Regions from separate parts of the Mus musculus genome. Here all the other regions are linked to region 4. The links are chromatin contacts, called in public Hi-C and promoter capture Hi-C maps. All regions are on one chromosome and are shown on one strand. The core of a region is the stretch at or near the end of the contact, and the rest is flanking DNA. Distances in the headings are between cores, read along the strand shown. Region 1 holds the start of Setd2 (SET domain containing 2). Region 2 holds the start of Ccdc12 (coiled-coil domain containing 12). Region 3 holds the start of Mapkapk3 (mitogen-activated protein kinase-activated protein kinase 3). Region 4 holds the start of Pfkfb4 (6-phosphofructo-2-kinase/fructose-2,6-biphosphatase 4). Region 5 holds the start of Rassf1 (Ras association (RalGDS/AF-6) domain family member 1). Region 6 holds the start of Tmem115 (transmembrane protein 115). Region 7 holds the start of 6430571L13Rik (RIKEN cDNA 6430571L13 gene).

Region 1 (3,491 bases), core at 366-2,865, 1.5 Mb after region 4:
TTCAGCCACAAAGGAAAGCTCACCAATGAATGCAAAACAAAATGGTCGTGGGAGACTGAAACCTAGAGCGGGTTTTGTTTTGTTTTTGGTGGACCTTGAACTTCCATGATATGAGTAAAAGTTACCAGGAAAAAAAAAATCCAGATTAACCTCTAAACAAAATGATAAAAAAATTCTGCTAGCCTACATACAAGTGAAAAAAAATGTAAATGCATGGTAGATGGCTCAGTGAGTAAAGGCACTTTCTGCCTAGCCTTATGATGTAAGTTACAGGACCCACATGGGAGACAAAAATGGACTCACTGTTATCCTCTGATCTCCACGTGCGCATGTGTGTGGCTCAACACATACCATTCCTATAAAAACAATTTTAAAAATACATTTTAGGCTGGGCAGTGGTGGCACACGCCTTTAACCCCAGCACATGGGAGGCAGAGGCAGATGGATTTGAGTTCTAGGCCACAGGAAAAACCCTGTCTTGAAAAACAAAACAAAAAACCTAGAATCCCAGCACCCAAGAGGTTGTAGGCAGGATGAAGCATTCAAGTGTTCAGGGTAAGTCTTAACTACAGAAGATGTTTGTCTAAACAATACGGCCAAGTTAGCTAGTGAAGGATTCTGTTAGATCACATTTCAATTTATTGGTGATTCCAATTAAAAAATTAGTGGCTAATCAAAGAAAATTCCACAAAAGATCTCAACTATCTAATCTGCCACTTTCATGATAAGCAACTGCTATAAATTCAGCGAGGTGTAAATTAGCTAATAGTTTCACGAAATCCTGCTAATCCAGAAATAAAAAGTTTCTAGTTTAATCTAACTTTTTTTTTTTTTTTTAGTAAGACTAATTAATAACCTTTTCCTCAGGACCACCCCCCCCCCCCAGGTCTAACAAACATAGCCTCTCTGACTTTTAGGGCGAGGGCAGAATACCGCGGTGAGGTGGTTTCGGTGGGAACACGGTGGTGGGGGCTGCGGGAGGCTGGCGGGCGGAGGGCGTGTCCGAGAAGCCCAGGCTGAGAAGCAGCCCCTGCTTAGCTTGGTTTTCGGTGCGCGGCCGAGAGCCAGTTGAAGGGGCGAGAGAGACCGAATAAAGGAGCAAGCGGGCGAGGGCGGCAGCTGCGCTACCTCAGTGCCCGGAGGCCAGGCTCTCCCAGGGCTTCGAAGGATGAAGGCGGGTGTCCTGACGGCCTTGGGCTGTTCCCGGGACGGACGCTGTCCAGGGAGGGGCAGCGGTGGCTCCCCTCCAGCTCCGGGACCCGCCTCCAACACTCGGCCCCGGGACTTATTGTTCCGGGAGGCCGCAGGCTAGGCCTGGCCTGGCCGGCGGGTTGTACCCCGCCCCTGCCAGGGTCGGTGGTGCTGGCGCGCCGACTGGCGGCCGGTGGGCTGCCCTGTGCGTGTCTCTTTAAGGGGCTGGGCCTGCAAGGCTGCAGGGCGGGCGGGGTGCGCGTCGCTTCGGGAGTGAGTGTGTGAGGGTGAGAGCGGCGGGCGGGCGGTTGCTGGAGGGAGGGAGGGAGGGAGGGAGCGAGCGAGAGAGCGAGAGAGCGGGCGGGCGGGCCAGCCAGCCAGCCAGCGACGCCGGCCGCCCCTGCCGCCGCCGCGATCGGACCAGCGGCCGCCTCCCCTCCGGTCCCCTCCCCCGCATCGGCCTGCCGCGGGGAGGGGGCTAGCGTCGCCGCCTCCAGCCGCTCCTCATGAAGCCGCTGCCGTCGCAGCAGCCGCCACCGAAGATGGGGGATTTCTACGATCCCGAGCACCCGACCCCTGAGTAAGTCTCTGCTCCGCGGTCTCCCGCTGTCGTTGGTCGCTCCAGCCCGAGGGCGGCGCGTCCTGACCGGTGGCGGCGCGCGGAGTAACGGGCCCCGGGCGGCTTCTCGCGGTCGTGGTGGAGGGCAGGCCGGGCGGAGCTCCTGGAGGCCGCCTCGCTTGGCCTCGGCTGGCCCGGCGGTTGGGCCTGGCGCGGAGAAGGCTGCTCGCGTCGCCGCGGCGGTTGGGGCGGGCGGCCCGGTGGGGGAGGGGCGGCCACGGCCTCCTCTGCCGTTGCCGCGTCCTCGGTCGGCCTGCTTAGGTTCGGCGTTCCGCGCAGCTCCTCCAGGACACTCGGTGGCGTCCCGGGCTTCTGTTGCAAACCACGGTGCATAGTCCGAGGCGCCGCAAAGGCCGACGCCGGCGTCAGGGCGCCGGCTCGTGTAGGCCGAGAATCCTCGGGCTCGGGTGGAAGCTCGGCCCATCGCCCGGCCTATCGGTGACGGCAACTCGGACCGGAAGGGCCTACCGCGCGTCTCCCCGCTTCGATCCGCGGAGGAGACCCGCGTTGCATTCCCGGTTTTGATATTATTTTTGTTTTTTGTTTTCCCTCCTCCTTGGACACTCAATTCTGGCCCAGTAGAGCGATGAGCTTCATATTCTGCACCTTTGGCGCTTGGGTTTTGTAATGGTGGCAAGGTTTGTCTGGTCCCGTTGTTGAGGTGACAGCAGTTTTGTTTTTTAACCTGAAAGTGAAAACCTGGCAAACATTTCTTGATTATGATGCTTGAACACTTTGGCGTCCTATTTCTTAGGTAATAGAATCTAGAATCTTATCTACAAGGATGGCTTTACTGCGTGTGAAGATTTAGTTAAGAGACCCTTTGTATAGTCTTCTCTAAAGAAGATAGTGTACTTGTAAAGCGAAATACAGTTTTGTCGTATAGTTTCTTTTCAGTACACCTAGGGCATTTTTATATTTCTGTTGGGTGTCAGATGGTGGTGTACACCTGAGATACCAACTGAATTAGGATTGCAGGCAGGCTTCCTCAAAACAACAACATAAGTAAAAAAGCAAGCTTCCACTTCAGAGTCAGGAGTCCGTGCGAAGCTTCCCTAAGCCCTCACAAGATCATTTTGTTGTTTTTAGATAAATGGTTTCACCTTGTTGCCTAGGCTGCTCTTGAATTTACTGTGGCTGGCCTCGAACCTGGGATCCTTCCTCTTCAGCTTCTTCAGTGCTGGGATTGCAGGTGCTGACAACTAAGAAAAACCATTGTTTTACCTCAATTTGCTTGTATTGATGTCTGCACATAGCAACAAAATTCATTCCCAAGTTAAGGTTTGAAGGGATGTCTAGTGAAAAACAAAACTTTTCACTAAATTACCACATTACACATTTTTGGGGGAACCTTTGCCAAAGTTTTTCACCTTGGCTCAGAAACATTTGGATCTTACTTAATAGTTCTTTAGTGTTGTAACACAAAAGTTATTTTGTTGGAGTGTTATCTCCACACACAAAGCAAAATCCTCATGTTGCCTTAAAATAAAATTTCATTGGGAAAATTTTGACAATCCTGTTTTTGACCCAAGAACAGCCTGAGTAGTTTTATACTTGTTTTCTAAGTTTACAGAAGCCCTTTAGTGGCCCATCTTAGTTTGTCTTTACTTGACAGATAATCTTGGTACCCAGACCACCTCTGCGAAGGCTTGATGTGCTCTTACAGCAAAGCTCATCTCTT
Region 2 (3,855 bases), core at 264-2,763, 1.7 Mb after region 4:
GAAAGTTTGCTAGGTCCAGATGGCTCCTATTGGTCCTAGGGATCGATCAGTATGAAGCGCCCTATGCATCTTAGTATGAGCTTACCTTTCCTGAGCACAGATACCCTCTATGCCAGGGGCTGGCAGCCACCCCGTCTCCTACTGTAAGGGAAGGTCCCAGACAGAACCAGGTTAACCCAGGATAACACCGAGCTTAGGAAACGGTGACATTTGAAGGGAGCTGTTAGGGAAGATCATTCTCCTTTGGGCCAGCTTTATAACAGAAGCCCCAGACAGGGAGCCACGTTGCTCATGGGCTTGCCATCTCCTGGAAGAGGAGGAGGAGAAGAAAAGAAGCAAACGCATCTGTGACCATCTGCCGCAGTCAAACTCCTTCTTCTCCTTTTGTTTTGTGAGACAAGATTTCTCCATGTAGTCCTGACTATCCTGGAATTCGCTTTGGAAACCAGGCTGGACTCCAACTCAGAAATCCATCCACCTGCCTCTGCCTCTCAAGTGCCGGGATTAAAGTCGTGCGCCACCACGCCCGGCTCCGTCAACCTCTTTTTATACTGGGAGGAGAGAGTAATTCAGTGGCACTTATTCGGCCCTGGTTGCTGTTTGCTCTTTTTTTTGTTGTTGTTTGTTTGTTTTTCGAGACAGGGTTTCCCTGTATAGCCCTGGCTATCCTGGAACTCACTTTGTAGACCAGGCTGGCCTCGAACTCAGAAATCTGCCTGCCTCTGCCTCCCAAGTGCCAGGATTAAAGGCGTGCGCCACCACGCCCGGCTGCTATTTGCTTTTAAGCAGGTAAGGTAGCCTGACTCTGATTATGCTGCAGCTCCCGAAAGAGATGCGAGATCATTCTTGAGTTCAAAGGAAAAGGCCATGTAGCCAGGCCTCGAACTCAGCAGTTCTGGAGCCAGAGAGTGGATAGCAAGGCTTATGCGCAACAACTCATCAGGCGAGTGAGTGCAAGCTGCCACTGGCACTCTGTAGAGAAGGGAGAGGCTGACCTCAGAGTGAGTTGGGAATGAGAGTGGCCAAGGAAGGTTTCTGGGTGTTTGTCTGGTAGTGGTGCGTTAAGACAAGGTTATCTTACGTAGCCCAGACTGAACCCGACCCCATAATTTTGATGCCTCAGCCTCTGAAGTGCTGGAATTACAAACGTGCACCACCTCACCCGGCTCAGGGAATGTTTCTCAAGGCATTCGCTCTTGAAGAATTGGCACAAGTGGATAAGGATGGCTAAATATTCCAAGAGGGCAGTTAGGAGAGGTGGGTGGTGGTTAGGCAAAACCAGAGCAATCGACTCTCTCTATTCTCTTCCTCTCAGGTCTGATTCTATTTGCTTTCTCACAAATTAAGTGTCGGACAAATCGAATCTTAACGCCTTTGCCCACAACCCAGCCGGCTCACTCGCTGTACAGGTGCTCCAGATCAAGGGGCGTGGACTTTTGTATCAACTCAGCATTGATTGGTTCTCAGGGCTTCCGGCTCTCCATTGTCTCCCTTGGATTGGCCGTAAGACATTCTCCTGCTCACTGAGCCTGCGCGAGGCAGAAGTGAAAAGGAGGTGGGGGCCTCCGAAAAGATGGCGGCTGCTCCTGCCGGTGTGGGCCGCCTAGAGGAAGAGGCGCTGCGGCGGAAAGAACGGCTGAAGGCCCTCCGGGAGAAAACCGGGCGCAAGGTGAGGCACGGTGGAGTGAGAGCTGCGGGTATGGCGGCCAGTGCTCTGGGCCAGTGGGAAGGCGGAGGATTACCAGGGAACCACTGAAGCCAAAGTGCGCGTGCGCGTAGCGCATGCGCAGTGGGACGGCGCTGACCTCTGAGATAGGCTCGTTTCTTGAGTGCAGGGGCGGAGCTCGCGCGTGCGCCTTAGGAAGTCGTTTTCGGGCGACAACCCAGATATTTTATCCATCATGGTAGTTGTTGCAAGGCCGGCTTTTAACTACATGTTTGTTGGGCTCGGCGGTTTTTTTGTTTATTTGTTTGTTTAAGTTTTTGATTGGCCCCATTGGCCGTGCCTTCCAACACCTACCACCAGGGCTCCCTTGGGTAGGACAGCTAGTGACCTTTCTGGGTGGACTGCAGGGAAAGAAGGCTGCCGTTTCTTTCCCGTCTTGGCTTACTAGTCCTATTAGTTGCCAGATTCGAAAAACACTTTTCCTTCCTTTCGGTAGCCACCGAAATATGGTCTGGATTCATCCTTACTTGCTGGTCTTTCCAAAGAAATGAAATTCACTACTTGTGTGCAGATTTTGGCTGTGTCTTTCGACACGGTGAGACTTAGGACAAATTGTTTCATGTTCCTAAGCCTGTTTGTTTGTTTTTGTGTTTGTGTTTTCACTTCTCCAGTAGAGGAATAAATAACACAGTCACTTTTGTGGGTTATTTTGCCATATAATAGGGAAAATCAGTGATTGAGGCTTGTTTCACCACACCTGACCTGCAGTAAGTTTTGAAATTAGTCTTAAGTCGTGTACCTAGTTCCTTCTCAAGACCATTTTTTTTTGGCTATTGAAGTTCTTTTGAGAACATCAGCATGGGAAGCTGGAAGATGTTGGCTCTTTGTTACATAGGCAAAAAAACAAAACAAAACCAACCAACCAAACAAACAAACAAAAAACGGTGTCCCTCATTCAACAACAACAAAAAACATTTGGCAGAGGTGGAGGAAATCAGAGACTCCACTTCCGACTTACTAAACAAAAAAAAAAAAAAAAAAAAAAAAAACCGAGATTGGTCAGTCTCGGTTGGCTTTGTTTTCCTTTCGGAATAGCTGCCTACCTTGTAGCATACTATGAGAAAGCGAAAGGGAAGTAGTGAGAGCGACCGACCGCTGGCCCAGCAGGCTTCTGCTTTCCTTGGCAGCCTAGAGACCCATCAGATGACTACCCTCCTGCCCTTCAGACCCAGGGAGGCGCAGGCTTGGCTCTCATCCTCATCTGTCACTCTCTCTGATACTCTTGAGGCAGGTTCTCTCCAGGAGCCGGAAGCTTGTGGTTGGTTGGTCGGTTGGTTGTTTAGGCTACGCTGGCAGCCAACAAGCCCTGTAGATCCTCCTGCCTCTGCCTACCAAGTGTTGGGATTGAGGCTTGTTCCACCACACCCAGCCTGCAGTAAGTTCTGAAATTAGTCTAAATGGTGTACCTTAGCTCCTTCTCCAGGTTGTTTTGGCTATTGAGGTTCCCCTTAAGATTCCACGTGAAGCTAGGGGCGGTGGTGCGTGCTTGTTGTCCCAGCACTTGAGAGACTCAGGCAGGAGGATTGGTGTCCAGCCTTGGAGACACATTGAAAGGAATCCTGTCTCAAAAGAACAAAACAAAAAAGATTCTATCTGAATTTTGGAATGAGTTTTCCTGTTTGTGTAAAGAGCATTGTTGAGATTTTGTAGGGATTGCCTTGAATCTGTAAGTCATTTGGGACAGTGTCATCATTTTAAATATGTTAAAATAACCAGTCTGTGAGCATGCCTCTCCGTTTCAGTTGTTTTCAGTTTCTTCAGCTGTGATGGTGTCTTGTGTAGGCTTTTTGTTTTGTTTTGTCTTTGTTTTGTTTTTTGAGATAGGATTTCTTGAAGTCTGGCACTGGTTTCATACCCACCAAGAAACAGAAGACCTTGAATTTCTTTTTCTTTTTCTTTTTCTTTCTTTCTTTCTTTTTTTTTTTTTTTTTTTTTTTTTTTTTTTTTTGAGACAGGGATTCTCTGTGTAGCCCTGGCTGTTCTGGAACTCACTTTGTAGACCAGGCTGGCCTTGAACTCAGAAATCCTCCTGCCTCCGCCTCCCAGGTGCTGGGATTAAAGGTGTGCGCCATTGTTACCAACCTCCTAATGGGATTGTCAGCAAGCTGGGTTTTATATTGTATATATTT
Region 3 (3,468 bases), core at 771-3,270, 1.7 Mb before region 4:
CCCTGCCTGGGCCCCCAAAGCTCTATTCTACTGCTGGGTTAATGAATACAGAACCTAGGCCTGGCCCTCAGGTCAGTCCTTACCCTGCCCTTGACTCACCTTCATGATCCCCTATAGGGTCCTGTTCAGGAGGCCACCTCCCCTGTTTCAGCCTGACACACCAGGGAAAGACAAAGCACAGGGCCCAGGTCCTCAGTCAAATTCCTGTGAGTCCCATGCCTGAAGCAAGTGCTGAGGCCACTCTAGGCCTATTCCAGGTCCGTATCAAGTACTCGGCACGCATTATCTCACTTTGAGTTCACATCAACTCCCGTTCTCTCCCTGAACAAAATTGGGGATCGCCCAAGATCACAAGGCTGGCCCGCCCACAAGGTAGAGATTACGGCCACAGCTATAGGACTCTGTAGCCTGGCTCCTGTAAAAAAGGACTTCACTAACTTCCAGGAGTCACTCAATTCTCCACCACGCAGGCGCCAGTGGCACTACCTCCAAAGAGTCTGGTTCCAGTGACAAAAATGCAAGGAATTCTGGAGTTCTGCGATGGGGGTGGGGTGAGGACACAGGTAGGAGTAGGGGTTCTTGGGCTGGCGCCACGTGCCCGAACCAGATTCTAGTAGTGAGATCAACTACTCCAAGCCACTCCCCCACCCCACCCACATCACTGTGCCATACCTCTAGGGAACCTTGAATATGATGTGATAAGTGGTTCTCCATCGTCTGTCCAGGGTGGGTCAGCTTATGAGCAAAGCTTGCCCCTTTCCACAAGAGGCCACCAACTCAACTCAAGGGGCCCAGTAGTCAAAAAACACCCTAAGAGGCTCATGGTCCCACCTCAGCGGGCAGGGGCCATGAGGAGGACAACCCTGCACTGAGCCTAAGGAAAACTTAGCCGCATCCCCATAGAAGGAGCTACCTGCAGGGGATAACTAAGAATTTAAGAGCATCCTTTGGGCCTAAACACAAAGCCCAAGCCAGAACCAGAGCGCACAGCCACACCCTCCTGCCTTCCGGGTACAACAGCTCTACTCACATTGACTCCTCCCCTCGCTCTTTGGGACACACCCTCAGTTTAGGTAGGTCAGCCTGTTTCCGTGTATGTGAGGCTAAGAGGACCACGAGTCTGACGCTAGAGGAAGAGTTTGAAAATAAAACAAGATGCCATGTGTAGATGTTTAATAGAGACCCCGGACACAGATACATCCACAGGTTTCTGCTGTTGGACCCTCCATGTCACCCTAGCCCTCAGAGAGATGGGTCACTAACCTTCAGGGCACACTTCTGGCCAGAGCGCCGATGGTAGCACTCCAGTACCTTGCCGTTCACACCCAGACCCAGCACTTGCTTGGACAACTGGTAGTCATCAGTCACCGCGTACTTCTTGGGTTCCCGTCGCACACCTGGGGCCGGAGCACCACCCAAGGCGGACCCGCCGAGCGCACCTGGCGGGGGCACAAGACTCCCCTTCTCCCCTGCTGTCTCGCCATCCATGGCCCCCACGGGGCGCTCGGAGGTAGCCCCAGCCTGGCGCGTCCAGAGGCACCTGAAGGAAAGGGAAAGAGTCACTCCCCACCGGGACTTTTTGGACACACCCCAGCTTTGGTTTCTCCAGAACTAGATTGACTGGGCTCCTGGCCCAAGACAAGCTGGAAACTGCCTGAGAGTACTTACGTACAGCAGGGGGAGGTGATCCCTCAGCCCAGGCACGTGTCAAATTAGGAAGGAGTCCGGCGCTGTATAGCAACAAGGTCTTGAGAACCAGCCATACAGAGACCCAAGAAAGGCGGACCAGGCGAAGGCGCACTTGGTGGCAAAGCACTACACGAAAATCATGGTGCAGGCGAGAGTGGGCAAGAGATAGTGATCCCTGGAGTCCGCTGAGGACCGGAGCCCTGGACCCAGAGTCTCGCCGCCCGCGTCCCACGTGACCCCCCACCCCCGCTTCTCGTCGCGTCATTCAGACTTGGGGCCCCGCTAGGTCAACCTTAAAGGGCCAGGCTAGTCCGGGTTGGGCAGGCCAGGGCAGAGCCCCTGGCAGACTCCGCCTCTGAGTCGAGACAAAATGGGGCGTGGCCTCGTCAAGTTCACTGTAACTTTCGCAGCGCCCTGGGACACCGCTAGGAGCTCCTTCAACTGTTGTACCAGCCTCCTCGGATTTTATCTGTGATCTAGAAAAGTTACAGCGCAAGACATTTTGTTTCTCTTGCGGGCTCTTGAGTGAAGTGTTCTTTTTGCTAGCTGCCAGGGGGCGTTTTAGACTCCCAAAATTTCCAGGTAGCTAAGTGTTTCAGAATTCAACTTTTTGAATGTTTAGTCAGCGTGCCCTGGGAATTGGCATGTTGTTGTCTAACCCGCCACTCATTTCCTGGTTTAGGGCATCTGTCTAACAACTGGCTAGCTTTCCTTTCTATGCACTTCCTGACTAACCTTTTGACTTTGCAATTCACTTGTCATTCCAAATAAATGTATTGGGCCACATTCATACTTCCCTGGACCACTTACAGCCCGTAGCCGTAAGTTGAACACACTTGGGACGCTCTTGAATCAGAAATCTCGATTTCCCATTTGGTCAGCTGCATCAACTTTTCACCTCGTGATTTGAGCTTTAGGTTCTAAGAATCTCAACTAATAAAAGTTCAAGTTCTGGCCATGGTGATGAACACCTGTAATTGCAGCGCGAGGAAGGCTTAGGCGGGAGGATTGTGAGGCTAACCTAGGTTACATCGTGAGGCTATGTTTTTAAAAAATAAAATTAGCTGGGCATAGTGGCCTATGCCTTTAATCCCAGCGCTCTGAAAGCAGAAAAAGACGGACCTCAGTGAGTTCGAACCAGCCTGGTCTGCAAAGAGAGTTCCAGGACAGCCAGAGAAACTCTGTCTCGAAAAACCAATCAATCTTTTGTTTTGTTTTTGTTGTTTTTTGGTTTTTTGAGACAGGGTTTCTCTGTGTAGCCCTGGCTGTCCTGGAACTCACTCTGTAGGCCAGGCTGGCCTTGAATTTAGAAATCCGCCTGCCTCTGCCTCCCAAGTGCTGGGATTAAAGGCGTGCGCCACCACGCCCGGCTCAATCAATCAGCCTTAACATTAAAATCCATTTCTTCCATCCAATTCCTCTATTCGCTTTAAATTTTTCCCTTCTGCACTTAGACCTTCACCTTTTAGCCTATCATAGATATTTTGAGCCAACTTTCCCACAAGTCTACAGAGCAGGCGGCGCCACAGGCAAGCCCTCTGAGCAGGTCTCTGCTGCCATCTACAGACTATATTCAGAACTGCAGCCACCCGGACCTCTGTCCCACCCAAAGGAGGCTGTGTCCGGCCTTCCACCACAACACACACAAAGATGCCTGGGCTGCACTCTGCAACTGTCAGTGGCCAACAGAAAATTGGTGCCCTTCTATTTGTACAACTGCATCCAGGTTCCTGATAACCACTCGGGAAGAGCACTGCAATTATTCATGGGTAGCTTGTC
Region 4 (3,771 bases), core at 1,141-3,640:
TAATTGGTACACTTTGAGATGCTCTCAAGAGGGAGAAGCCATGAGCTCTCTGAACATGAGACAGAAAATTGAGATGTGGCAGGCGAAGCTCTGAAGGCTGGGAGATGAGCCTGTGGGCTGGCTCTGTTATCTTGACTCCTCCCTGGTCCCATTCTCTGTTCCTTACCGAAGAAGAAATGAGGTCATGGGAAGGGAGCCGGGAAGTGGGCCCTCGGAACTGATGTTGACCTATGGTCTGTGGATAGATGGACTTGAGAGGGTGTGTCTGGGTCGGCTGGGGGTGAGCTCAGAGGAGTGGGAGGTAGAGAGCTACATTTCCTGAAACCAGGTTCAGACTGGGTGTGGAGATGGCTCTGCCCTGGCTACCAGCTCTTGAGTAACAGCCGGGAGTTCTGGGGAAGAGGATGAGACACTGATGGGGTGCTGGGTACCCATGTGTATCTAAGGTGGCAGCCTTATGAGGACTGACCATGAGGTTTCTATGGCTGACTGTGGTCCCAAGATGACCTAGGCCATGGCCAGGACATAGGCAGGGACAGAAGGAGTAGCTTCAGAAAAGGAGTTCACAAGAGGAACCCTGTGGGTGTGCTCCAAGCTGCTCATTTCCCTCTGGGAATGGAGGGAGGATTCTGCAACTGGCAAGGAGGTAAGAGGAAATGAATCTCTGCCCAGAGCAGGGTAGTTCCCAAAATAGCCGGCCAGAGCTGGTACCAGGGAGGCCCCAAATGGGCTTCTGAATTTTATTTCCTGGTGCAGTGGTTAAGATATCTTGGTCACAGTCCTTCTGTCTATGCCAAACTCTGGAGAGTTGGTTTGAGACTTGATGAACTGACCCAAAGCAGAGACGTGAAAGGAAGGGATGTGGGCCAATTGTGAACGGGGTCAGCCTTGTTTTTCATGTCCCTAGCTTCTGGCTGGGCATATGTGAGGCAGGAAACCTGCCAGGGGTTTGGTGGAGGGCATCACTAGAGGGTAGTGAGATCGAGATTCAAACCCTGTTGCTGGGGCCTGCACAGAAAATATACAGTTTGGAGAGGCGGGGCTGAGCAGAAAGAAGAGGCCTGAGCTTTCTGGAGACTGGTGGGGGTCAAACGCAGAAGAGTGACTTCCGAACACCACCCCTCACTGGCCTCTAAGGGGTCATGTTCACTGGGGGTCGCCCAGCTGGAGAATTCGTTCATATGGTACCACTTTAGCCCTTAAGCCTGAGCTGCCAGCCCTGGCCCTGGGCCCTTGTCCCAGTACATTTTCAAAGGCAGAGAGGGAGGTAATATAATGAATGAGAACGCCCACATGTTTTTAAACAGATTTCTGAGGCTGACACATTTAATCTGTACCACAGTCTTGTAAAATTGATGACGTCTGCATCTCATTTTCCTGATGAAGAGACAGAAGCTCGTTAAAAAAAAAATTCATTATTAAAACACTAATTGGGGCTGGGGTTAGCTTACTTAGCATACACAAAGCCTTAGGTTCTCTAGGTTCGATTCCCTGCATAAACTCTGTGGAAACACTGGAGCTTGGAAGGTGAAAGCAAGATGAGCAGAAGTTCAAGGTTATCCTCAGCTACACATTAAGTTCCAGGACAGCCTGGCAACATGAAACCAGCCCTTCTTCTCCCCCCCAAAAGAAAGAAAAACCAAACAGCAATAAAATTATAATTGGTAAAATATAAATCCTGGGAAGAAAATCAGAATACTGCTTAGTGAGACCCCAAACAGCTTGTTCATATATTTCAGAGATTTAGCCTAAATTCCCCAGCAGCCAGGCCAAAACATGGTCGATTTTGAGATGTATTCTGTGTTTATGTCCCTAAGAGAAGGGAACTTTTTCTGTGTGGTTGAACAAGTTGTTCTTGTGGACCCGGGAAGTTTCAAGGCTAAAAGCAACCGAGGAGGAACGAAGAAGGTCCAGGAGGGCGCAGCGGTGGTTGACTTCCAGGGCAGCAAGTCAGTCATTAGAGCCATTCAGGGACAAGTGCCACGCTGGTCCAGACTATCCGGCTCTGAGGATCACGCAGGCCTGCTCAGCTTCTCCGTACCCTTCTCAGTAGGCGACTGTGAGGTCACATTTCTCAAGGGAGTAAGAGGCCACACAAGCTTTGGGGCAGGGCTGCAGCACCCTGGGCGGGACCATGAGTGGGGCCTATGCATATAAGAACAATCTGGTTGAGTACAGTAAACTTCACATCCGGGGCGGGGTCTGCATAATCCGGGTGTCAAAGGTAGCTAGTATTGAGCATGCGCGTTATCAACTCTGGTTTGACGGATGGGGCGTGCTTAGTCCAAAAGAAGCTATAGTAAAATTGGGCATGCGTAGTCGTAGGCCAGTGCCTCTTTAGTTTGGGTGGAGCCTATTAGTTCTGGGGCGGGCCTGCGAGAAGATTGACAAGAGTTGGAGCCGCTAGAGGGTGGGCGGGGCCGGAGGGGCGGGACCTCGGGTGGCCCGAGGTGGCCCGGTTGCTGGGTGAGTAGCAGCGCAGTCCGATTCATCCCAGCCCAGGGATGGCGTCTCCACGGGAACTGACCCAGAATCCCCTGAAGAAGATCTGGATGCCGTACAGCAATGGCAGGCCCGCTCTGCACGCCAGCCAGCGTGGTGGTAAGACCGGGGTCCTAAAGGAGAGAGAGAAGGTGAACCCTGATGGGTGGGTAGACGGCCTAGACGAGGGTCTCGAGTGAAAAGGCAGGAGACTGGTAGAGAAGCAGGCACCGGTGAGGCTATTGTAACTGGTGGGCGGAGTCGGGGACAGGTGAGAGGCTGAGAACAGGTGAGCGGGAGTGACCGTGGTACCGTGACAGTGGCCCGCAGAAGTGTGGTGAAGCAGGAGTGGGGACAGATGTGAGGGGACATCTCAGTCTGTTGGAGACTGGGTCTGACCCAGTGGATAGGCACCGACCCGAGCTGTTTCCAGTGCCTGTGTATAGAAGAGGACTTCGTTTGTGGCCGTGGCTCTTTACTCTCTCCTGGCCACAGAGTGGGCTAGCGGGAAGTCTGGCTGGAAACTGAGTTGTGTAGCTCCAGACAAGGCAGTTGGCTTCTTTGAGCTGAGAACTTTTGAAAGCCTAGCCATGGGCTAGTTAGTAGTCCTCAGGTACCCCTTGGTTTTAATGCCAAAGTTTTAGAGGAACTTTGGGGGAGTACAGTTGTCAAGATTTGGACAGTGGGAACGGCACACCATATGGACCTATATCTGTGCCCCTGGATGTGGAAGCACCCACTTGAGTTCACTGTTAAATAACTGCACAGGAGAGTCAAACATCAAAGAACTATGCTGGAATTTGTGAATTGCGAAGTGACTTACCTCTTCTGGGATCCTGAGTGTTCTCATCTACTTCCTTGGCTTTTCTGTTTGTTCTTGAACGAGTCTGTAATTTTTTATTGACAGGGAAAAGAAAAAAATTGTTTTATAAGTAACTCAAATATTGTAATGAATTTGCAGCTTGGCAAAGACCTCAGAGAACATCTCGTACAACTGGTGGCGCAGATATGGAAATGGAGATCAGGCTGTTGTGTGATGTGCCAGGGTCTCCGTGCATTCCTAAAGGCTGCTGTGTGTGATAAGGGAGGGGAGGGTCCTCTACGCTTCTGTGGCCAAGGCCAGCCTGAGGCCACGACTTTGACCATTACCATAATGAGAGGGGTTGGGAGTGGGGAAGGCGTGTGTTATATGATCATGACTTGGGTCCTCCTAGAATGGCAGTAGTTCAGAAGCAGACTGTGTTCCTGTGGGTGGTGGCTCTGACCACAGTATGGGTACTGGTGGAGCCA
Region 5 (3,873 bases), core at 505-3,004, 1.4 Mb before region 4:
GTCCTCCGGACCACACACTCTCAAAGATAACACAACACCCACCGGCATCCGGTGGGCTCCTTCTCCTCCCCCAGGCAAGCTGCAGCATTTTGAGAGTGGCCGATGGCAGACGGTGGCCCCCTCAGAGCAGCAAAAGCTGAATAAACTGGATGGGCAAGTATGGATCGCCCTGTACAATCTACTGCTCAGCCCTGAGGCCCGAGCCCGTTACTGCCTTACAAGCTTTGCCAAGGGACAGCTGCTTAAGGTGGAGAACTCAATGACCCCGCCCAGCCCCACTGCCCCCCTGCCCAGACCCACCCCCCAGGGCATCCTGGCCTGTCCCTGTCCCCTTTCCACAACTTGGGCTTCAGGCATCGACAGGGGAGCTGGTAAGATGCAAACCCTCCAAGGACGCTCAGCCCAATTTCAGGACTTCCTGTCTCTTGGCCCTCTGGCTAGGAACAGTTAGTTTCTCAATGGCCTTCCCTGGATCTCTTGCAGCTTCAGGCCTTCCTCACTGACACACTACTCGACCAGTTGCCCAATCTTGCCGATCTGAAGGGTTTCCTGGCCCACCTGTCCCTGGCTGAAACCCAGCCCCCTAAGAAGGACCTAGTGTTAGAACAGGTAAGGCCCTAGAACATGCTTGGGAGTGCTTGGGACGGTGGTCCACTTTTCCGGCTCCTTCCTCCCTGTCTCCATTACACTTTTTTAGATCCCAGAAATCTGGGATCGCCTGGAGAGAGAGAACAAAGGGAAATGGCAGGCTATCGCCAAGCACCAGCTTCAGCACGTATTCAGCCTCTCGGAGAAGGATCTTCGTCAACAAGCACAGAGGTAAAGTCCACTGAGTGGCTGAAGTCACGTGCATAGGACCAAGGAGGGAAGGTCACCTAGTGCTTCTGTGCACCTACCTGCCCGGTCCGTCCATTCAGCTCTTCTCGACTCCTCCCCCAGGTGGGCTGAAACCTACAGGCTGGATGTCCTAGAGGCAGTAGCTCCGGAGAGGCCCCGCTGCGGCTACTGCAACGCAGAGGCCTCCAAGCGCTGCTCCAGATGCCAGAATGTGTGGTATTGCTGCAGGTGAGGCGATCCTGGGACCTTAGTTGCCCCCCTAAGCTCCAACCCTGGGTTCTCCTACAAGCCCTGTCATTGTCATGCAACCCACCCCGCTGCAGGGAGTGTCAAGTCAAGCACTGGGAGAAGCACGGAAAGACATGTGTTCTAGCAGCCCAAGGTGACAGAGCCAAGTGAAGGCCGTAGCTGCCGAGGGCCGACAGAAGAGCGCACCCAGACTGTGACTGAGCTTCAGGGACTCGTGGCTCGCCCCTGTCAGACCTCAATTTCCCTGGTGAGCACAGCTGAGTCAAGTAGAGCTGCAAACCACCACACTCTTCACTTCCTGCCCCACCCAGCGAATACGCAGAGGACCAGGCCACAGCATCAGCAAACTGGCAGACAGGGTTGGGGGGTGTAAGCAAGGGCCGGATGTGGAGACCCTCTTCCTTTCGCACAATAAAGCAGACTCATGAAACGCAACAGTGTGGCGCTGTACAGTCATCCTTGGGGTCGGGGGAGAAGACTGGACGGAAAGATTGGGAAGGGGCTCTTTGAAAGGGCCCACCCCTGTGCCGTGCCCCGCCCACAAGTCCACACGGTCGGCTCGCCTAGGGTTCCAGCGCGTCCTCCTCGGCTCTTTCCCGCCGCCCTGCCTGGATCCTGGGGGCGGTGCCGAAGTCGCGGCCCGCCCTGCGGCCTCGCCCGCTCGGTACTCACTAGCTGCTAGTCCGCTACAGCACCGGCCTGACCGGGCCATGTCGGCGGAGCCAGAACTCATTGAACTACGCGAGCTGGCACCGTCCGGGCGCATCGGTCCAGGCCGTACCCGGCTGGAGCGTGCCAACGCTCTGCGCATCGCCCCGGGTACAACACGCAATCCGTCACAGCAGCACGTCCCGGGTCGTGGCCACCGTTTCCAGCCTGCAGGGCCCACCACGCACACGTGGTGCGACCTCTGTGGAGACTTCATCTGGGGCGTCGTGCGCAAGGGCCTACAGTGCGCGCGTGAGTAAGCGGCCCCACACAGCCAGCGACTACGGAAAGGGAGGCAGCACCATAGTTGCGGGTCAAGCGGCAGTGGAGGGCTGGTCAGTTGTGATGATCCTGCAGACCAGATCTCCTGGCCTTGCTCCATCAGGGAGAGTGCTTGAGAAAATGGTTTATCACTTGTCACGCTCTGTCCGTGCACAGTTGGGCAGAGTTAGTTGTCTGTGAATAAGAAGGTGCTTCAAGTTTGTCTTTAAAGTGCTTGTGCCCTTTCTTGAAAAGCCTTTGTGCCTGCTGAGCTCTGAGCCTACATTCCGAGGCCCGCCTCTTCCCAACGATTGGCTCACTGTGTTCCCCCTCTAGATTCCTGGGTGACGTCTCCCACATTAATAGGGGGCCAGAAAAAGTTAGAACCTTAGTTAGGCTCCTTGTTAGTAGGAATTCTATTGAAACTTCAGTCAAGGTTGTTTTGAGTCAAGGATGCAGAGGCTAAAACATGGAGTCCAGCCACACACACAATGAGTGGTCCTTCTGACCTAGGAATTACCAGCAAACAGAACCACGCAGGACAATATATACCTTCCAGTCTCCTCGCGCCTACTTCTCCTCTCAGACTTGTTGACTCCGTTGTTGAAAGTGGACCTTAGGCATCCTGGTTTTTCTGTTTTGGTTTGGTTTTTTGGTTGTTTTGTTGTGTTTTAAGACAGGGTTTCACTCTGCAGCCCTGGCTTGCCTAGAACTCTCTATGCAGACCAGGCTGTGACAAGCAACCCACCTGCCCCTGCCTCCCAAGTTCTGATGTATAGTTTTGAGTTGAGAATCGGTGCTTTGGGCCATATAGGAACTTAAAAATGGCACTGTAGGCCTGTGTGTGCCTCCAGATCATCTCATTCACTATACAAGTATGTCACAAACTCAGCTAGTGTAGCAGTTTGTGACAGAATGCCACATGAGAGCAAGAGCTGCGGCATCTCAGCATTCACAAGGAGAAAGAAAGCTGCTCTGGGGTTCTTGTCTAGGAAGCAAGACAGTTTGGGAGATAAGGAAGAAACCAAAGGCAAATGGAGGGTTTGCTTCAGATTGGGCTTACAGTGATAACTTGTTGAGATAGGAACCCTGGGGTGGAGTGAAGTGGGGAAAAAAATGACATTTTGGCCATATTCATTAGAAATCTTCATTAGACATTAATGTGAAGGCACTGCACATAGGATTTGGTCTGAAGAGGCCGATCAGTGCTGCCTGGGATCTGGATCAGGTGAGTGTAGTCAGAGCTGGGACAGTACCCAGGTGAGAAACCTGGACATCAACTATGAGACCTGGGCCTTTATAGAACTAAGGAGAGGCTGCTGGCAAGAGCGGCAGAGGAGTGAGAAGGAAGCCTGGCCAGTGGGTGCTGCCCCTGGGAGTCAGGAGGAGCAAGCAGGAACTGAAGGATTTAACAATCCAGATAATGGGTACAGAAGTCAAAACGTTAGACATGTCCACTGGACATTGTGGCTCGTGGACAATAATCCTAACACTGGAGCTGTTGGAGGCAGGAGGATCACCAAGTTCAAGGTTACCATTTGGGGCTAACCTGAACTCTATGAGATTCTTTCTCAAAAACCAAAATAGACTTGTGTAAACAAGTGGAGACTAATAGGTTTTTTTCGGCCGAAGAAGTAAGCCAATTCAAGCGGAATTGAGAGTATGAAAGGAGGTTTATTGGGGGCGGCAGGTTCACCGATCCCAAGGAAGGAGGCTAGGGAAGTCGCCATGCAGACAGGGTAAGAGGGAGGATGTGTACGCAAGGAGAAAGAAATGCAGAGACAGAAAAAGAGACAGAGGAGGGGAACGAGGACAAAA
Region 6 (3,918 bases), core at 1,012-3,511, 1.5 Mb before region 4:
CATAAATGGCCTTGATCCCCCTGCCTCAGCCATCCCAGTGCTGGATTATAGGCAAATACCACCACCCAGACTCTAAGACATTTTTAAATGATTGATTGATTGATTGATTGATTTTATGAGCATTGGTGTTTTGCCTGCATGTATTTCTGTGTGAGGATGTCAGATGCCCTGGAACTGGAGTTACAAACAGTTGTGAGCCACCATGTGGGTGCTGGGAACTGGGCCAGGGTCCTTTGGAAGAGCATCCAATGCTCTTAACCTCTGAACCATCTTTCCAGCCCCAGATTCTGATAATTTTTTAATAAGGTTTTTGGTACTTGGTTACTATCGTCCCTGTGGCCCATGGTTATTACTGACAGTGTCATTATAATTTGTGCTATTACTGTACTCTGAATAAATTTATTCTTGCTTCTATAGGAACAAATGAGTTGTTTTAGTTTTGTTTTGTTTTGTTTTGTTTTGTTTTGTTTTGGGGTGTGTGTGTGTGTGTGTGTGTGTAATATGGCATGGGATGTCCCTCTCCTGAAAATTGTTTATTCAAAAATCAAATCTGATTAAGTATTTGACTCTATTTTGTTTTGGGTTTTGGTTTTTAGTTTGGGTTTTGTTTTAGGGAGTTTTTTGTATAGCCTTTGCTGTCCTAGAGCTAACTCTGTAGACCAGGCTGGCCTCCAATTCACAGAGATCAACCTTAAAGGCTTGAACCACCACTGCCCAGTAACTCTGTATTTTGATTTGCTAAGTCAAACTTAGCAAACACTGGTATATGGCATACAGTAGGAACCCTAACCCCAGACAAAAATAAAAGGTGAAAGGTAGTTTTGAACACACAGGCAGTTGTACTGAGATCAATAGCTAAAAGGGGATTTTATAATAAAGTCCCTTGTAATATAATTAATCACATTTAAAAATATGCATATATATGTGTGTATATATATATGTGTGTGTATATATATATATATATATATATAACAAAAATCTCAGGGTTGGGGAGATGACTCCATAGTTAATAATGCCTGATGCTCTTACAGAGAACCTGTACCCCAGCACCCACATCTGGTGGCTCAGAAATCCAGCTTCCGACATGCTGTGGCCTCTGTGGTGGCTTGCACACTTAACGGCATATACACACAAAGACACACATACATGTAAATAAAATAACTTTTTTGGGGGTGGGGGAGGGTCGAGACAGGGTTTCTCTGTATAGCCCTGGCTGTCCTAAAACTCACTTTGTAGACCAGGCTGGCCTCGAACTCAGAAATCCACCTGCCTCTTCCTCCCGAGTGCTGGGATTAAAGGTGTGTGCCACCACGCCCGGCTATAAAATAACTTTTAAATACATCTCAAACACCCTGTTGACAGCCACTATAGCATAAAGTTGAGCCTAGACCAACTTGGCACTTATAGAGAGACTTAAATATATTTTTTCTTTAATGTTCATTGGTGTTTTGCCTGCATGTGTGTCTGTGTAAGGGTGTCAGAAACCCTGGAACTGGAGTTACAGTTATGAGCTGCCATGTGGTTGCTGGGAATTGAACCCAGGTCCTCTAGAAGAGCAGTCAGTGCTCTTAACCGCTAATCCATCGCTCCAGCTCAAGGGAGATTTCTCTGTCCAGTGGAATCAAGTGGGAAAAGAGTCGCTGAAGTAGCACAGCCTTGACCCTTATTCCCCCTTAGGTGGAAAGTTCATGTACAATTACAAGTACAATTCGCTGGAACAAGGACAATGTGAACGAACACCCAATACAACAATGGCAAGTCGTTTACACAGTTGCCTTCTTTGATCGTTAAGATAGGAAGAGCCTGCCATCATCATCATTTTTAAGGCTCCTGAAATTGCAGCGGGGAACTTGGTCAATAACACAGTGACTACAAATGACTGAACAAGCCCATCTTAGGCTTCACTTGCCAGACGACAGTTTCTGGTTAGTTCACACACGTTGGTACAACTCATCAGAACCGTTCACATTCTTATGTACCTGCTTACAAAGACACTGCTGTACCTGTACAAATCCTAAATAGAGCCAATCTCCTCCAAAGAATTGAGCAAGTGTGTGTGGCCCAAGGCGGTGCTACCTCTTGAACCCGCCCACTTAACACCTCCCTTTACTGCATCAGGAATACTGATCTCAACTTCCATAACTCCTAAGAACTGGAGGAGTAAGCACTGAAAACTACAACTCCCAAGCTCCCTAGCCCGTACACTCTACGGGACCGGTCGGCGCACAGCTTCTGGGACTTGTGGTTCTATGAAGAAACCGGTCGGCTAGGTCCCAAGGACTCCGTATCCCAGCATGCCGAGAAGCCGGAAGGCAAGCGCTCAGAGGGCGTACTGCCGCGGCCGCCGGCGGGGGCGCGCAGGCGCGGCGCCCCTGTTTGTCGGCCCCGGAGAGGGGAGGAGGTACCGTCAAGCCAAAACCCTAGCCCAGCCGGAGCTAAACGGGCTTGACTTGGGCCGGAACGAGGCACCAGTTCCCCGCAGATCGCAGAGTCTCAGAGTGGATGGAGGAAGCCTAGCCTTGAGATTAACGCTAGCCTGGCCGCTGGGCCGACGGAACCCGCAGGCAGGCGAGCCCAAGCTACCCAGGGCCTAACGACAGGTCCCCGGCAAGAAGACTTTCTCCTCGCTTTGGAACTACAACCGGATCAAACCGGAACCAGAGCCTTCCCACGGAACAGAAGCCAGTGAAGTAGCCGGGCCCGGGCCTCCCGTCGGGGCCGAACTGGGACGAGGCCCCGGGGAGGCCCCTAGGCCACCTTCCACACATTCCCTTAAGCCAACGTCCGCCAGGAAGATGCAACGCGCCCTACCTGGTGCCCGCCAACATCTGGGGGCCATCCTGGCCAGCGCCAGCGTGGTGGTGAAGGCACTGTGCGCCGTGGTACTGTTTCTCTACCTGCTTTCCTTCGCTGTGGACACGGGCTGCCTGGCCGTCACCCCAGGCTACCTTTTCCCACCCAACTTCTGGATCTGGACCCTGGCCACCCACGGGCTCATGGAACAGCACGTGTGGGACGTGGCCATTAGCCTGGCCACAGTGGTTGTGGCCGGGCGATTACTGGAGCCCCTCTGGGGAGCCTTGGAGCTGCTCATCTTCTTCTCGGTGGTGAATGTGTCAGTGGGGCTTCTGGGGGCCCTCGCCTACCTCCTCACCTACATGGCTTCCTTCAACTTGGTTTACCTGTTCACTATTCGTATCCACGGCGCCCTGGGTTTCCTAGGTGGTGTTCTGGTAGCCCTCAAGCAAACTATGGGAGACTGTGTGGTTCTGCGAGTGCCCCAGGTCCGCGTCAGCGTCGTTCCCATGCTGTTGCTGGCGTTGCTGCTACTCCTCCGGTTGGCCACGCTGCTCCAGAGCCCAGCCCTGGCTTCCTACGGCTTTGGGCTGCTATCCAGTTGGGTGTATCTTCGCTTCTATCAGCGCCATAGCCGGGGCCGAGGGGACATGGCTGACCATTTTGCTTTTGCCACCTTCTTCCCGGAGATCCTGCAACCGGTGGTGGGGCTGCTAGCGAACTTGGTGCACGGCCTCCTGGTGAAAGTAAAGATATGCCAGAAGACAGTGAAGCGCTACGATGTGGGAGCGCCGTCGTCCATCACTATCAGCCTCCCAGGCACAGACCCTCAAGATGCGGAGCGCAGAAGGTACTGGGAACTTCTCTAAAATCTTGGTAGCTAGACTGTTGGTGTGGCCACATAACCAGCCATTGAGATGTTTGCTCTATATAGGCTGGAGAGCTACAGGCAGGTGTTGGGAGCGGCTTCAGAAAAGGGATTCAGGTCTTGGCCTCGAGGGAACTGAATGTGTAGGTTTCTGGACTCTGTGTACCTCACAACTCGGACCACTAAACCTGGCTACAGAATGCCCAGTTACCTTTGGTCTTGCCTCAGAATTTCCAAATTCTAAGCACTGGTCC
Region 7 (3,963 bases), core at 1,302-3,801, 1.7 Mb before region 4:
CCCAGCTACGGAAGGAACCAAATCTCCAAGCCTCGACACAGCGTCCATCCCAGATCCGCAAACACATTATCAACGATATAAGCGCGCCCTCTCTCCACCCCTGAAAGCGAGGGAGAGGGCCATCCCTGTCTCAAAATCAACGTTGCGGCCATGCATTTCCCATCCGGATCTCCTGCTCTGGTGCATACCTACCAGAGGGCATGCACGCTCGCCCGGCCCACACACAAGTACCAGAAAATTGACCCAGGGTTAGCGCCCCCCCACCCCACCCCGGATGTGCGTAACCTGTAGTGCACTCCCTCGGCGCCTTGCTTCCGCCTCGGTGCTGTTGAGAAAGGGCTCCGGTGAACCGCGTCTCCTTGGTCTAGGGTTCCTAAAGTGGCCGGATTTTCCTTTGAAGACTGTGGGATGCTGAGGAGGCTCAACTGGCCAGCATCTGCAGCCCCCCTAAGGGGAAGTACAGGAATGTGAGAGATGCTCTGCTGGGTCCCAGACCCACTAGTCTTCCTTAAGGTCTCAACAGAGATATGGCTCCAGCCTGCGGTGATTGCTTGAAGCAAACGTTTACATATCCAGCTGGGGCGGAGTGTGGGCAAAAAACAAACCGCGAGGGTGTCACCCACGTGTGCTGGGCTTGAGAGCCAGATTTTGGGGGGCGGGAGGTGGGTGCGTTGTTCTAACTGCTTGTAAGATAGGTCTAGCAGCGTGTGACTGGGTTTCAGTGTTTGGGGGCAGTCTCTGTTTTCGGAAAGGGACCCAGTTTCTAAGGACCCTCCTGACCTCACACGCACATAGAATTTGGAGCAGATAGCAAAACAGCGAATACTGGAAAACTGGATTTACATCCTGATTCTGTTGGCAGCTCGTTGTTTAACTTTGTTTAAATGCCCAGACCTTCTAGGCTTTAGTTGTATCTTTTGTAATATTCATAGCAAGACCTGGTTGTGCAGGCACGTAATCACAGCTTCTGGAGAAGCTGACGCAGGAGGACCATACATTCAAAGCCATCCTGAGTAATTTAGTAAAAATCTGTCTCAAAATTTAAAAGGTGGGACGGGACCTTGAAGAGATGGCTCAGCGGTTAGGAACACATACTGCTCTTGCAGAGAACTGGGTTTCAATTCCAAGCACCCATGTACACATACCCATCCAAACATACATACTTATAATTTTAAGAAATAACATAAAATATTCAAAAATAAATAGTTCACGGGGTAGCTCAATTGATGTGCTCACCTAACAGTCACACAACTCTGGGTTTGATGCCCACAAATGGGGTTTGGTAATACTTATAAATCCTAGTTTTCAGCAGGTGGAGGCAGGGAAACCAGAAACTCATCTTTTAAGGCCAGACTGGGCTACATGAAATCCTGCTTCAAAAAAGTAAAAAATAAAATACTTGAGTAAAAAGGGAGAGGGGCTGGGAGTTGGGTGTACTGGTGCACACCTATAAGTCCCAGTACAAGGGGGTCTGGAGAAATGCCTCAGTGGTTAAGAGCACTGGCTGCTTTTCCAAAGGACCCAGGTTCAATTTTGAGCACCTACAAGGAGGCTAACAGCAGTCTGTAACTCCAGTACCAGAGGATCCAATGCCCTCTTCTGGCTTCCTTGAACACCAGACACATATGTAGTGTACAGATACGTGTGCAGACAAAACATCCTCACACATGAAACTAATTAATTAAAAATTAAAACCCAAGCACCCAGGAGGTGGAGGATTGCCTTGGTTCAAGACTAACCTGGGCAACATAATAAGTATCGGGCCATCCTGGGTTACACACAGTCTGTTTAGGGGATGGGGTGAGGGTAGTTTTAAATGGTTGGGGATACAGCTCTTGGGTATAGGAAATCGGTACTTCTGTCCTGAGATGAATTTTGCTGTGGATGAAAACTATTATGAGAGGAATAGGTGGGCTATCACACAGATAATTCCATCTCAACATCTCTGGACTGAAGTCTCCAGGAGTCACTTACCAAAAACCGCCCTTGTTCCAAAACACCAGAGTTCCTATATAGGCAGGAAACTGAGACAAAAGAAGAGAAGCAGTTTGCTGTTCAAGGTCATAAATTCAATAGAAGATCAAACTGAATTCATTTTAGGTTTCAAATATTCCAGGTCTGGTGGTGCTCTCACCAAATCTCTGTACCTATGATTTTTGCGGCTTACAAGTCTGCCCCAGTGCGGGTGGAGGTGTCCAGGAGTCAGAATTCTGACCCAGAAAGGACCTGGCTACCTACGGTCCTCTGCCTAACTTCCGGCAGGCCATCAGGGTCAGAGGTATTCTCAGAGAGAATCTCTTTTAGCTGTCCGGTTTCAGGTCCAAGCTCCCGCTGGGAGCAGAGCTATATCTGAGCGACAGGCGAGTGAGCCAATGCTGATCGAGCTTTAGGCGAAGCAGCCAATCAGGGTCCGGAGGCGCTGGGGGGGGCAGGAGGCAAGGCACTCCGGCTCCTGGGGATCCCCCGAGGCTGCTCATCCCAGCCCCACCCCCTCCGTGGTCCGGACCCAGCCCACCCCAGCTCAGGTTGTCAGCCAGCGCAGGCTAATACTAGCTGATCCTGCGCGCACGCAAGGCGGACCTTGAGTCGGGACCTGTCGCCCCCAACGCCCGGGCCTGGGTGTTCCCCCGCCCACGCCTCCTGCGGGTCACTACCAACCTTAGCTTCTCAGACTGAGCTCGGCGCACCGGAGAGGATTAAGTAAGTGCTGAGATCGGCTGCTTCTGAGCAAGAATGGAGAAACCACAGGGTCGTGGAGGCGGGCGTGGGGATTGAGATAGGGAGGACTAAGAGACTCGATAGCTTCTTGGAGGTCGCGGTGCACACCACTTTTACCCCGGTGTTCTTCCCTTCCCCTTTGGACCCCCGAGACAAGCCAATAAAATACTCGGCAGGGTGGCTTCTCTCCTTTTTTTGCCAGTAATAAACAGACTCAGAGCAAGTTAAGGGTCTGGTCCAAGGTCATGGCTGGGATCAGTGACAGAGCCCAGAAGAGAACCTGAGACTTCTTGCTGAGCCAAGCTGGAGAGGACAGAAAGGAATGCGTCTACTCCATGCATGACCCTCTGCCAGCTTTGCTCCTTCCTAAGGGACCATGAACGATATGTGCACACCGCTCATACGTATGTGCACACCTGCAAGAGGAGGCATCCCATGTACACCTATGAGACGCACAGAGAAACATATATGTAGCCATAGGCTAGAAATTCTTTCTCTTTCTAGGTCTGCCCCTCTGCAGCACTGCTAGGACTCATTCCCACTCTGCTTTACCCAAGACCCACAGAGGCTGGGTGATCTTCCATCCTCCGGAGGGAAATAGGTGTTTCAAAGTGAGTATTTCATCAGTGCCTCTGAAGATGTAACTCCGTGCCTTACATCTACGAGTAAAGGAGGTAGCCCAAGGATCACCCCTGCCAACTTCCTTGCCAGAAGATCTAGCTCGGTCTACCCTTCCTGCCTCTTGGTGTCTCTACACCAGCCCCATCCTAGTCCCAACCATAGCATGGGTCTCACAGCTGACTAGGACCAGGGACTGCTGTGTCTAACTCCTCCTGGGTTGTTGGTGGTAGTGATGGGGATTTGGAACATTTATTGGATGCCTTCTGTGCTCATCTAAGTTCTTCCCTCCACACCCCACTGGGGACTGGTTCATTCTGATATACCATTAACCCTACAACACCATGGGGTTGTTCGTAATATTTCCCACTTTGAGAAAAACTAGACACAGAGAAGAGGGGTGACTTGCCTGAGGTTATATCAGGTGTGTCTGAGTCTTGGGCAAGTGTTTCCCAAGCAGAAGGAGGGATGTGGGGTGCAGAGAGTGAGGAGGTAGGAGTAGGAGAAGTAGCAATTACAGAGATAATTGGTGGACTTTTTCCAGGCCTCCTGCATCTTCTCCCATCTTCCAATTATAATCACTATAGTCATCGTACAGGGGTGACAGGGCTTTGCTTTCCTGTCCCT

The links. Promoter capture Hi-C pulls out the DNA fragments that hold promoters and counts their contacts. A called contact is a pair of places that touch in the nucleus more often than the background predicts. Capture Hi-C pulls out chosen DNA fragments and counts their contacts.
Region 1: a promoter capture Hi-C map of pre-B cells shows a contact between it and region 4, with 1.8 times the contacts expected there. The contact joins the promoter of Setd2 here to the promoter of Pfkfb4 in region 4. A contact is called at or near these places in 1 of 39 promoter capture datasets (pre-B cells) and 1 of 115 datasets of contacts at active chromatin or transcription factors (astrocytes).
Region 2: a promoter capture Hi-C map of pre-B cells shows a contact between it and region 4, with 9 times the contacts expected there. The contact joins the promoter of Ccdc12 here to the promoter of Pfkfb4 in region 4. A contact is called at or near these places in 2 of 39 promoter capture datasets (the C10 cell line and pre-B cells).
Region 3: a promoter capture Hi-C map of liver shows a contact between it and region 4, with 2.2 times the contacts expected there. The contact joins the promoter of Mapkapk3 here to the promoter of Pfkfb4 in region 4. A contact is called at or near these places in 3 of 39 promoter capture datasets (liver and pre-B cells) and 1 of 115 datasets of contacts at active chromatin or transcription factors (thymic regulatory T cells).
Region 5: a contact with region 4 is called in a promoter capture Hi-C map of liver, with 4 times the contacts expected there. The contact joins the promoter of Rassf1 here to the promoter of Pfkfb4 in region 4. A contact is called at or near these places in 5 of 39 promoter capture datasets (the C10 cell line, liver, neutrophils and 1 more), 2 of 115 datasets of contacts at active chromatin or transcription factors (bone marrow-derived macrophages and double positive thymocytes) and 2 of 9 other capture datasets (adipose tissue and liver).
Region 6: a contact with region 4 is called in a Hi-C map of CD8 T cells, with 3 times the contacts expected there. The contact joins the promoter of Tmem115 here to the promoter of Pfkfb4 in region 4. A contact is called at or near these places in 3 of 39 promoter capture datasets (liver and pre-B cells), 2 of 484 Hi-C or Micro-C datasets (CD4 T cells and CD8 T cells) and 2 of 9 other capture datasets (adipose tissue and liver).
Region 7: a promoter capture Hi-C map of adipose tissue shows a contact between it and region 4, with 3 times the contacts expected there. The contact joins the promoter of 6430571L13Rik here to the promoter of Pfkfb4 in region 4. A contact is called at or near these places in 1 of 39 promoter capture datasets (liver) and 1 of 9 other capture datasets (adipose tissue).

Annotation. Positions count from the first base shown.
Region 1 is chr9:110,530,982-110,534,472 of GRCm38.p6, forward strand. Setd2 (SET domain containing 2) reads left to right here and starts at 1,616. Exons shown (of 21, transcript NM_001081340.2): 1 at 1,616-1,771. The coding sequence starts at 1,698.
Region 2 is chr9:110,654,990-110,658,844 of GRCm38.p6, forward strand. Ccdc12 (coiled-coil domain containing 12) reads left to right here and starts at 1,514. Exons shown (of 7, transcript NM_028312.3): 1 at 1,514-1,669. The coding sequence starts at 1,574.
Region 3 is chr9:107,287,857-107,291,324 of GRCm38.p6, forward strand. Mapkapk3 (mitogen-activated protein kinase-activated protein kinase 3) reads right to left here and starts at 2,021. Exons shown (of 11, transcript NM_178907.3): 1 at 1,669-2,021; 2 at 1,264-1,540. The coding sequence starts at 1,488.
Region 4 is chr9:108,989,512-108,993,282 of GRCm38.p6, forward strand. It overlaps Pfkfb4 (6-phosphofructo-2-kinase/fructose-2,6-biphosphatase 4), which reads left to right and starts at 2,391. Exons shown (of 14, transcript NM_173019.5): 1 at 2,391-2,601. The coding sequence starts at 2,505.
Region 5 is chr9:107,549,801-107,553,673 of GRCm38.p6, forward strand. It overlaps Rassf1 (Ras association (RalGDS/AF-6) domain family member 1), which reads left to right and starts at 1,755. Exons shown (of 6, transcript NM_001243748.1): 1 at 1,755-2,046. The coding sequence starts at 1,797. It overlaps Zmynd10 (zinc finger, MYND domain containing 10), which reads left to right. Exons shown (of 12, transcript NM_053253.4): 8 at 75-247; 9 at 484-609; 10 at 698-819; 11 at 940-1,065; 12 at 1,161-1,521. The coding sequence ends at 1,236. Gm34106 (predicted gene, 34106) reads right to left here and starts at 1,037. Exons shown (of 2, transcript NR_168657.1): 1 at 897-1,037.
Region 6 is chr9:107,531,684-107,535,601 of GRCm38.p6, forward strand. Tmem115 (transmembrane protein 115) reads left to right here and starts at 2,262. Exons shown (of 2, transcript NM_019704.2): 1 at 2,262-3,646. The coding sequence starts at 2,796.
Region 7 is chr9:107,338,089-107,342,051 of GRCm38.p6, forward strand. It overlaps 6430571L13Rik (RIKEN cDNA 6430571L13 gene), which reads left to right and starts at 2,552. Exons shown (of 6, transcript NM_175486.3): 1 at 2,552-2,700; 2 at 3,223-3,329. It overlaps Hemk1 (HemK methyltransferase family member 1), which reads right to left and starts at 262. Exons shown (of 11, transcript NM_133984.2): 1 at 193-262.